2 separate regions of the Danio rerio genome follow, and region 2 is linked to region 1. Evidence: chromatin contacts called from public Hi-C data. All regions are on one chromosome and are shown on one strand. Each heading gives the region's core, a stretch centred on a gene start, on an enhancer-like site or on the middle of the called end of the contact. The rest is flanking DNA. Distances are from core to core; before and after follow the strand shown.

Region 1 (4,941 bases), core at 138-2,637:
CGTTTATAGTAAACAATCAAAGAGAAACCTTGTTATACACCTAAGCATGAGTTTCTCTTTTCTAACCTTTTTTGTAGTTCCTAATGGTCAGACTGACTTACTGCTGATGGCATTTTGTCAGTAGTGGTGTTCCACAGTATACTTATTTAAACTTTTAATTTAAGTTTCTACATTTTTAGCTGCTTTCCTAATTTTTGTAAGCACTCCTAAAAATAAAAATGTTGTGCATAGAATTTTGCATTCACAGAAAAAAACTGCTATGGTACATAGTACATTTAATGTGTACACACATATTGAGCATATCGGTTGTTCTACCTAGGGGTGCCCAAAGTTTTTCTTATGAAGGGCCAAAAACCAAACTTGTTTGAGTCTAGAAGGCCGAAGTTAAATATAGTTGCATTATTTATTTATTATTTTTATTATTATTTTATTTATTTATTTTTAAAATTTAACTTATCATAGTAAAAACAAAAACAATCTCATTTATAACAGAATGGAGTTACGCTAGTTTTTGATTTGCTCACAGATGTCTTCTGCATAGTCTTCTATTCCAGTGTTTTCCAACCCTGTTCCTGACGGCACACCAACAGTATACATTTACAACCTGTTTTCCTATTCAAACACACCTGAATCAAATCATCAAAACATTAGAAGAGACTCAGAAACCTGAAATGAATGGCTCAGATAAGGGAGACATCCAAAATAGGTGTTTGTGTGCCTCTAGGAACAGGGTTGGGAAACACTGCTCTATCCGTCGAGTATTTAAAACAGTATTTAAAAACTCAGATTCATTCATTCATTCATTTTCTTGTCGGCTTAGTCCCTTTATTAATCCAGGGTCGCCACAGCGGAATGAACCGCCAACCTATCCAGCAAGTTTTTACGCAGAGGATGCCCTTCCAGCCGCAACCTATCTCTGGGAAACATCCACACACACATTCACACACACATACTCTACAGACAATTTAGCCTACCCAATTCACCTGTACCGCATGTCTTTGGACTGTGGGGGAAACCGGAGCACCCGGAGGAAACCCACGTGAATGTAGGGAGAACATGCAAACTCCACACAGAAACGCCAACTGAGCCGAGGCTCGACCCAGCGACCTTCTTGCTGTAGAGGCGACAGCACTACCTACTGCGCCACTGCTTCGCCCAACTCAGATTCATTTACTATTCTTCTTATTAAAACATTTAATTTCAGTTTGCTTTTTATAGCCGAGTAATAAAACAAACAAAAAAATGTCACGTCAAATTAGAAGAGACAAGCTCTGTTAAAGGCATTCCCCCCAACCCTCTCCATCATTCTCAGATGTGATGGTGGACAAATGAGGGGGAGCTTGAGCTCCAGCTCCGCCTCCTATAAGCTGACGGCTGCAGCCGGCAATCAAAAAGATTAGCCAAGCACAGGCAGGGGCGGAGTTGACAACGGAGCCATCAAGCCGAACACTTCGGGGCTCAAAGTTGCTGCAGTCATGATGACCGATCACATGGAGAGATCATTTATTGATTTATTTACTGCAATAACAACAAAAGATTTACAGTACAAATAAAACAGAATACAGTCTCTACAAACTATTGTTCATTTTTAAGCAGTAAATGAATTATGAATTTAATTTAAGTAGCCTATATAACAAATGCATGAGAAATAAGGGGAAAACAAGAAACACAAATTCTAAAACATTTTAATATATTTTTGAAATATTTTAAAATTATTTAAAAAATATTTTATAATTATATTTTTTATAGTTAATAAAATATTTTTTTAACTTTAATTTAAGAAACTTTTTTAGGAGTGTCAGGATCATTGATGATAATCAAAAGATGATACTGCAGTCAAATATTTGTAGTCTTTTAATAAACATGATGTGTACAAGAGAGCGAGGGTATAAAAAGCTAATTGTTTGTTTAAAATTTGTGAGACTGAATTTGTCCATTAATAAACCCGAAACACACGTGGTTTTTGTCATGCGGTGAGCTCGGCCAATCGTGTAAAATCAGTGCCATCATCGCAGCACCTGCTCTTTAGATGCTGCAGCGGCTGAATACTTTGATACCACATGTGACAGTCACGTGGCGTCTAGCGTCTAGCATTTTAAGACCGATTTCGATCAGTCTGCGCAGCGCTGCATGAAGTCAAACACAACTAATGTGCACCCCTAGCGTTCCCCTAACCCCGACCCTCAGTGATATCACTGGTAGAAGAGCTAGGAGGAGCTGGAGCTCAGCTCTGCCCATGTGGCTCTGCAGTGAGTAACACTTGAATCAAAAGGTTACAGTGGGCCAACTTTAACCCAAAGGCGCTACTTTGGACATCTCTGGTTTTACCATAAAGGAAGTCCTGTTCTAACATTTGTCCAATCCTCTGCTTGAAGCTTTGGTGTTGCCCCGCATTGAACAGTTTGTGAGGAGCAAGATTCAGCCCTACATCCACTCCATCCTGGAGGCCCTCATGGAGCCCACGAGCAGAGGATTTGCTGAAGTGAGGGACATCCTCTTCCGAGAGCTGGTGGAGGTCAGCAAGAACACAATGAACGACAGCAGCAAAGACAAACTGGGAGAGGTAAAAAAAACAACAACACAGGACATCATATAGAATATACCTCCTAAACAGATTTTTTTACTACCTTAAAAGATTAGTTCATCCAAAAATAAAAAACTTTTGTTATTACTCGCATTTATGTTGTTTTAGTTTCCATGAGATCTTTGTTTATCTTCTGGGGCCGGTTTTTCAAATGGTTTAATCCGGATAAAATTGATCCGGATTTAGTAATCCTGTTTTTGCGATCCGTGATCACGTAATCCAGCTCACTTTTTGAGCCAGTTTTTCAAAGCAACATTGGATTGGATCAATCTGATCCGGATAGGAACTTTTCAGGATCACTAAATCTGGATTACCAGTGCTCAGTGTAAATGGATAGATAGGCCTATGTAAAGAGCAACAAGTAGAATAGCCAGTGTGGGGTCAATATATCTTTATTTTTATTTGAAATGAAAACACACACATTAAAAAAAAAAAAAAAAAACTAAAAACAATAAAACCCCCACCCCATCCTCTTCCAGCAGTCCGCTCATCTGAGACCTCAACACAAACACTGTACATTGAGGTATTTATAATAAGTTTTTAAATATAGATGTAAATAAAAAAAAGACTTAATGTCAAAAACTCCACAATAAGTTCAAACTTCCTCATCTGATGTGGAGAGAGCAGCTTGTCTGAGCAAAGCCTTTAGGGGGCGAATCTCAAGTCAGGCCTTGGTTTGCTGCAGTGTGGTCAGAGTCGGTTGTTCCTCTGCCAGATGAAGCTGTGCTTCTGCCCAGTCTCTTTTTGCAATTGTTAAATGTGATTTCAAAAATCAGTGATTGCCATTCCTTGCTTTTTTTGTTGTTGTTATTCTGTAATCATTGTATGCATCACTAATAAATATTCTAAAAATAAAAATATTTTCCATTGTGATGAATATATATATATATATATATATATCAATTAGAGACAGAATAAAATGTATTGTTTTTGGTCAATTTTGACAGCTGTTTGAGGGATTATTTTATGAGGCCAAGCAATTTCTACTTTGCTATAGGCCTATACTGAAAGGCTGAATACGTTAAAGCCAATAATCACTATAGCCTGACAGATGAACAAATATAATTAAAACCTTATGAATAAACAGTATATCTCGTAAGATACTGCATGATCCAAAAATAGTGTTATTTAATACATTTTTAAAGTTTCCATTACATTTTGGGCAAGAAATCCACACTAAATCCACCCTTCTGATGGGATCAGTTTAATCCAGGTTTTTTGGATCAATGTGATCCAAATCCTACAAAAAAGGTCTGAAAAACCCAAAGTAAAGGTTCAATCCGGATCAAAACCAAGATTAGATTACGTGATCTAATCCAATTATGTAATCCGTTTTTTTCTTTTGAAAAACCCATTTTCAAGATTTGATCCAATCCCTTATCCAAAATCCTAGTGGATTACATTTAAAAAAACGAGCCCTGGATATAAGTGTAGACTTTTTTTATTAAATCCAACAGCTAACCCTCCATTGACCGCAGTGTGCAGAAACCCAACCAAAAACATTATCAGAACATTTTCATAAGAGCTAATGCAGCTATTGAAAACTAATAGGCTTCATTCCATTTGATTTTGTTTTTAGCCACACAAAAAAACCAGCTTGTTATGCTGCTTTATGTTGCAAACTAGTATTTTCATATATTTATATAAGCACGCTTCTTTGTGGACCAAGTACTTTGAACTGGAAGTATTAAAACAATGGCAGAGATCACACTGCAGAATAAGTTCAATAGGCAAACAAAAGCATATTTACTTGTTTTTTTTTTTTTTGCAAGTGTTTGACTGCAAACAAAAGCACATTAAAGCTTTGAGCAGTAATTCAAACCCGCTGCCATCTGTTTGTACATATAAGATGAGAAATAATTAACTGCCCTTGAAGTTTTCATAAAAATGAGACCGCATATGGATACCTTCACACCCCACAATGAATGAAGGCAAACTGTAAAAGTGATACGTCAAATTCTGTAGGGAACACTGGAAGGCTTTGTGTTGGATGTAATGGCATTTGCAGTTTATCTGTGTATTATAAAATATAAAACAGGATTGTTACTGATGATTCTAAAAGTGACTAACGTAAACGCCTCAATCGTAATATTGTCTTATTCAGAATGAGGTAAAACATGTCCATGTAAATGCAGCCAATGTTAACATATTCAGCTACAATGAATGCTTAATTCATTAACCCCTCTCCACACTCGTTCTAGTATATGGACAAGATTTCAATGCTGGCCTTCCATCCGGTGAAGATGCAGAGTTGCTATGAGAAGATGGAGACGTTGAACCTGGAAGGCCTCCAGCAGAGATGTGACGTCTCCAGCCCTTCAGTGTTCATCCAGAGAGCTCAGATCCTCATGAGACAG
Region 2 (4,972 bases), core at 112-2,611, 110 kb before region 1:
ATACAAAATATCCCTAAATAAATCCACATGCAAACATCACTAAATAGCTTGATATAATTTGTGTTATTAGTCAAAACTGGCATTAATGTGGAGTTGTGGAATCTTTTTTTTTCTACGATTCTTTGAGCATAAAGTTTACAAGAACATGATTTGTTTGAAATGCAAATCTTTAGTAGCATCACAAATCTCACTTTTTTTTTGTAATAATTTTTTTATTCACAAAATTCATTCATTCGTATTTATCAGGGGTCGCCACAGCAGAATGAACCATCAACTATTCCAGCATATGTTTTACATGGCGGATGCCCTTCCAGTTGCAACCCAGTGCTGGGAAACACCCTGACACACTCTCATACTGTACACACGCACTCATACACTACGGCCAATTTAGTTCATCCTATTCACCTATTTTGCATGTCTTTAGACTGTGGGGGGAGCACCCGGAGGAAACTCACGCCAACACGGGGATAACATTCAAACTCCACTCAAATGCCAACTGACCCAGCTTGGACTCGAACCAGCGACCTTCTTGCTGTGAGGCAACTGAGCCACCGGGCCATCCTATTTTCCAAAATGAATATATCAGATTTTACAGTCAGATAGAAGTACTTTTAACAGCTATTACCCTGTATATACCCCATCCCCCCCACCCCATTATATGCACATAAGGAATAACAGGATAACTGTAGTTTAGACCAAGCAAATGAATAAATTACATTAAAATTGACATTCGTAATATAAGATGAAGGTTAAGTGTCCAAGATTTCTTTGATGTCGCATATATAGATTTGGGTGACACTGTGACTCAGTGGTTAGTACTGTTGTCACACGGCAAGAAGATCGCTGGTTCGAGTCCAATCTGGTTAGTTGGCATTTCTGTATGGAGTTTGCATTTTCTCCCAATGTTGGTGTGGGTTTCCTCCGGGTGCCCCGGTTTCCCCCAGTTCAAAAACATGCGCTATAGATTAATTGAATAAACTAAATTGGCCGTAGTGTATGTCTGTGAATAAGTTTGAATGGATGTTTCCCAGTACTGGGTTGCAGCTGGAAGGGCATCCGCTGTGTAAAACATAAGCTGGATAAGTTGGCGGTTCATTTAGAGACCCCTAAGGGACTAATGCGAAGCAAAATGAATGAATGAATGAATATATGGATTTTTCACACTGTCAAAATGCAAATCTCACTTTCTATTGTGTCCTTGCTGAAAAAAAATCATTTAAATACTGACAACAGATTACTCATTCTTTGTCATTTTCCTGTAGATATTTCTCCAGCCCAATGACTCCACCGGCATACCCACAACCCCTCAACATCTCATCAAATCCCGTCAGGCCTGAGAGGTCAGGGGTCAGAGGTCACCGCAGACGCTCTTCCTCCATGGAGTATCATCAGGATTCTATGAGCAGCGCTTTGACCCGTGCCATCACTGCAGCGAGACACATGAGAGAAGCCTCACAGCGCATGGCCAGCAGCCTCCACACTGCATCCTGCAGCTACTGACACACACACACACACACACACACACACACACACACACACACACACACACACACCTACATCTATTCATTTAGATCTTCTGCTTAAATGTGTTGCATATGGAAATGAGGGATGTTTGTACTTATTAGTTTACATAAACCAAATCTCGTAGTGACTGATGACATGTAAATGAAAGAAAATGTGAATTGTCTCAGGTAAACAGCTGCTTTTAGAGGTAGATGCAGTAGCTGCGTTATGGTAGCATTTACAGGTTTGAAAATACAGTGACCAATTTACAGGTATGGAAATACAGTGACCTCAAAAAATATTTGAAACACTTAAGACTTGCTTAAATACAGTTGAAGTCAGAAATATTAGCCCCCGGTTATTTTTTTCTCCAATTTCTGTTTAACGGAGAGTTTCTGTTCAACACATTTCTAAACATAATAGTTTTAATAACTCATTTCTAATAACTGATTTATTTTATCTTTGCCATGATGACAGTAAATAATATTTGACTAGATATTTTTCAAGACACTTCTATACTGCTAAAAAAGTGAAATTTAAAGGCTCAACTAGGTTAATTAGGTTAACTAGGGTGGTTATGGTAATTAGGCAAGTTATTGTATAACAATGGTTTGTTTTGTAGACTAAGCGGCTAATAATTTTGACCTTAAAATTATTTTAAAAATTTCAATCTGCTTTGAATCTAGCCGAAATAAAGCAAATAAAACTTTCTCCAGAAGAAAAAATATTATCAGACATACTGTAAAAATTCCCTTGCTCAGTTAAACATCATTTGAGAAATATTTAAAAAAGAATAAAAAATAAATATTTTGATTGCATTGGAAAGGAAAAAGTACTAATATGCAATAGTAATATTTAGATTTAGTATTAAAAGGCTGTTTCTGCCTAATTTCTAAATAAAGACTTTATTTTTTTATCTTGCATTAAATTTAGACAGTTTTTTTTTCGTGGGTGAAAAAAACCTGAATTGCGATATATTGTAATCTCACTTGCAAAAATATAACACAAAACTCAAGATATTAACACATGAAGTTTACATAATTACACAAAAATTGCTAGAAGGAAAGACAAACTTTTGTGAATTGTAATTAACTTTTTATTTTGTGGCGTAAGCAGTATATTTAAATTAAATTGTGTGTGTTTTTAGATAATGTCATTATAAGCTTTGGAGTTTTACACTGTGACAGATCGAGATTAACTTTCAAAGTGTAAATGTGAACCTGTCAGTGACCGATTTTTAACTCTTTATTATTGTAAAGTGTAGTAGGTGAATGAGTTTTTTTGTGTTACAGAAGCCAGGATATTCCAAATTTGAAAACTAGGTAGCTATTTTAGACATGTATATCTGTGTGTATATATAACAGTATACATGTACAGTGTAATCCAGCATTTTTAACAAGACTTTGTAGCAGCAGTGATGTCAGTTTCCTTTTATGGAACTAATAATAGCCTCGTTTTTTAAATATAATTTTCAAACAGGTGAGATTCTTTTAACTGTATATATATATATATATATATATATATATATATATATATATATATATATATATATATATATATATATATATATATATATATATATATATATATATATATAAATGAGCAAATGGATGGTTTTAGGCATCATCAAGTTAACTGATAAGATTCTCTAATAGTATTTTTCTCTTATGTATTTTTTTATTTACAAAGTTGTGTGTTTATACTATATTCACTACTATAAATTAATTTTTGATATAGTGTCTTTTGCTGCTATTTTTCCTCACAGTTGATTGATGTGTTTCTCAAGATAAAGAACTGGACCTTCAATCCTCCTCTATGTAGTTGCTGGTGTTTGTTTGGAGAGAAATGTGTCTTGAGAGCCAGCCAGGGCGTCATGCATTCAGAATCCTGTCATTAAGGTTGGTGGCCCAACATAGTCCATGCCACAAAATTTAGTCTGGAATTATTCTCATTGGCCATATAATATCAGTGAAAAGCTGCCAGATTTAAGCTTTTATAATAAGACGCAAACAAACAAAAAAAATCATAGAATGTTCCCCTGTGTTGCATATTGTATATTCCAATGTTTGCAGGGTACAATTGAGCATAACCTTCCTGTTACCCTAAAATCTGCTCTCACCTTTGTTCCACTGGATTAAATATGACCCAAGCATTTTAAAACCTCCAGAAAATTATTTTTTAGGTTAGTGTCAGGTAGTTGATATCTTTGTTGACTATTTAACAACACTCTGAAATCTCAAAAACTTTACCCACATTGACCCAGAGACTGTTTAGATGCATGTCACTGATGAGAAGATGACAGATGTTTACTGTAAGATGACCGAAATGGCCTAAAACACCCAGCAGGCACAAGACGTCAACATGACATTAGATTGACGTTGTACCCTAACCTTGTGGGTACGTTGCATTCTCTTTGGAAATGAAAATCGAGTTGACGTCAGAACTCAACATCAATGCCAACGTCAATGTCTAACGTTCAACCTAAAACTATCAACGTCTAATGATGTTACAGCTTGACGTTGTGTGGATGTTACCACAATGACTTCAACCAGACGTTGGATTTTGGCTGTCATACCTGGTAAATGTCAGTATTTGACATCAATATGATGTGGGTTTAAAATGTTGGCTCGATGCTGGATTGTTTCACTTATGTTGTCATTAGACGCTGGCTGGACATTGAATTTTGGTCACCTGACGTCATGACCTAAATCTAACCTTATATTAACGTCTAATGATGTTGTGTGCCTGCTGGCCAAAAACCTGATGCACTACAGAATGTTACGTTTACACACATCCACATATTAGATGTAGATGCATCAGCTTTTAACAGCGTATTATTCACTACTCTTAAGTACTTTTTAAAGCTTTTTTACTGACACTTTGAGTAATATTTACAACAGATACTTTTACTTTACTTGCACTACATTTTTAGGCAAGTAATGGTACTTTTACTTGAGTATGATTTTTCAGTATTTCCACCACTGATACACTTACAGAATGTATTCATATAAGAAATCTGACCCTATTATAGTCAATAGGGGTCACACAAAAAAAGTACTGATTGCATATTTGTAATGGAAGCCAATTTATTAGACAGCCTTAGTACATTGGTACACATAAAGTATACTTTAGTTTGTGCTTCAACACTCGCAAACATAGAATCCCAGTAAGATCAACAGGTTTAGGACAGACTACGCTCTTATTTATTGATATTCTCTGAAAAAAGCAATGTAATAGAAATCAATCCAGTTGACACGGCTATACGGCAGCAAACCCAAAATTAAGGTAGCAATTAAAAAAGAGAGAGAACCATTAAAGCGTTTGCATCACAGAAAACGCGTAGTGCAATATACAACCTTTTCTGCCAGAACAGAATAACACAAACCCAAAAAATAAATAAAATGTTGAAAAAGGGGGGATTGCGTCTCATTGCAAAGCCATTCGCCAGTGGAAGATTTAACATTGCACC

The links. A called contact is a pair of places that touch in the nucleus more often than the background predicts.
Region 2: a contact with region 1 is called in a Hi-C map of embryo, with 2.1 times the contacts expected there. The contact joins two enhancer-like sites. A contact is called at or near these places in 2 of 18 Hi-C or Micro-C datasets (caudal fin and embryo).

Annotation. Positions count from the first base shown.
Region 1 is chr21:15,206,962-15,211,902 of GRCz12tu, reverse strand. niban2a (niban apoptosis regulator 2a) reads left to right here. Exons shown (of 14, transcript NM_001080586.1): 9 at 2,376-2,563; 10 at 4,786-4,941. Among named protein-coding and RNA genes, the nearest start is that of slc31a2, 23 kb to the right of the region's middle. Within about 2 kb of position 1,387, at least 4 of the 62 cell types and tissues checked have an H3K27ac peak or open chromatin away from gene starts, as enhancers often do.
Region 2 is chr21:15,321,315-15,326,286 of GRCz12tu, reverse strand. It overlaps akna (AT-hook transcription factor), which reads left to right. Exons shown (of 25, transcript XM_073935089.1): 25 at 1,263-1,932. The coding sequence ends at 1,500. Among named protein-coding and RNA genes, the nearest start is that of akna, 50 kb to the left of the region's middle. Within about 2 kb of position 1,361, at least 5 of the 62 cell types and tissues checked have an H3K27ac peak or open chromatin away from gene starts, as enhancers often do.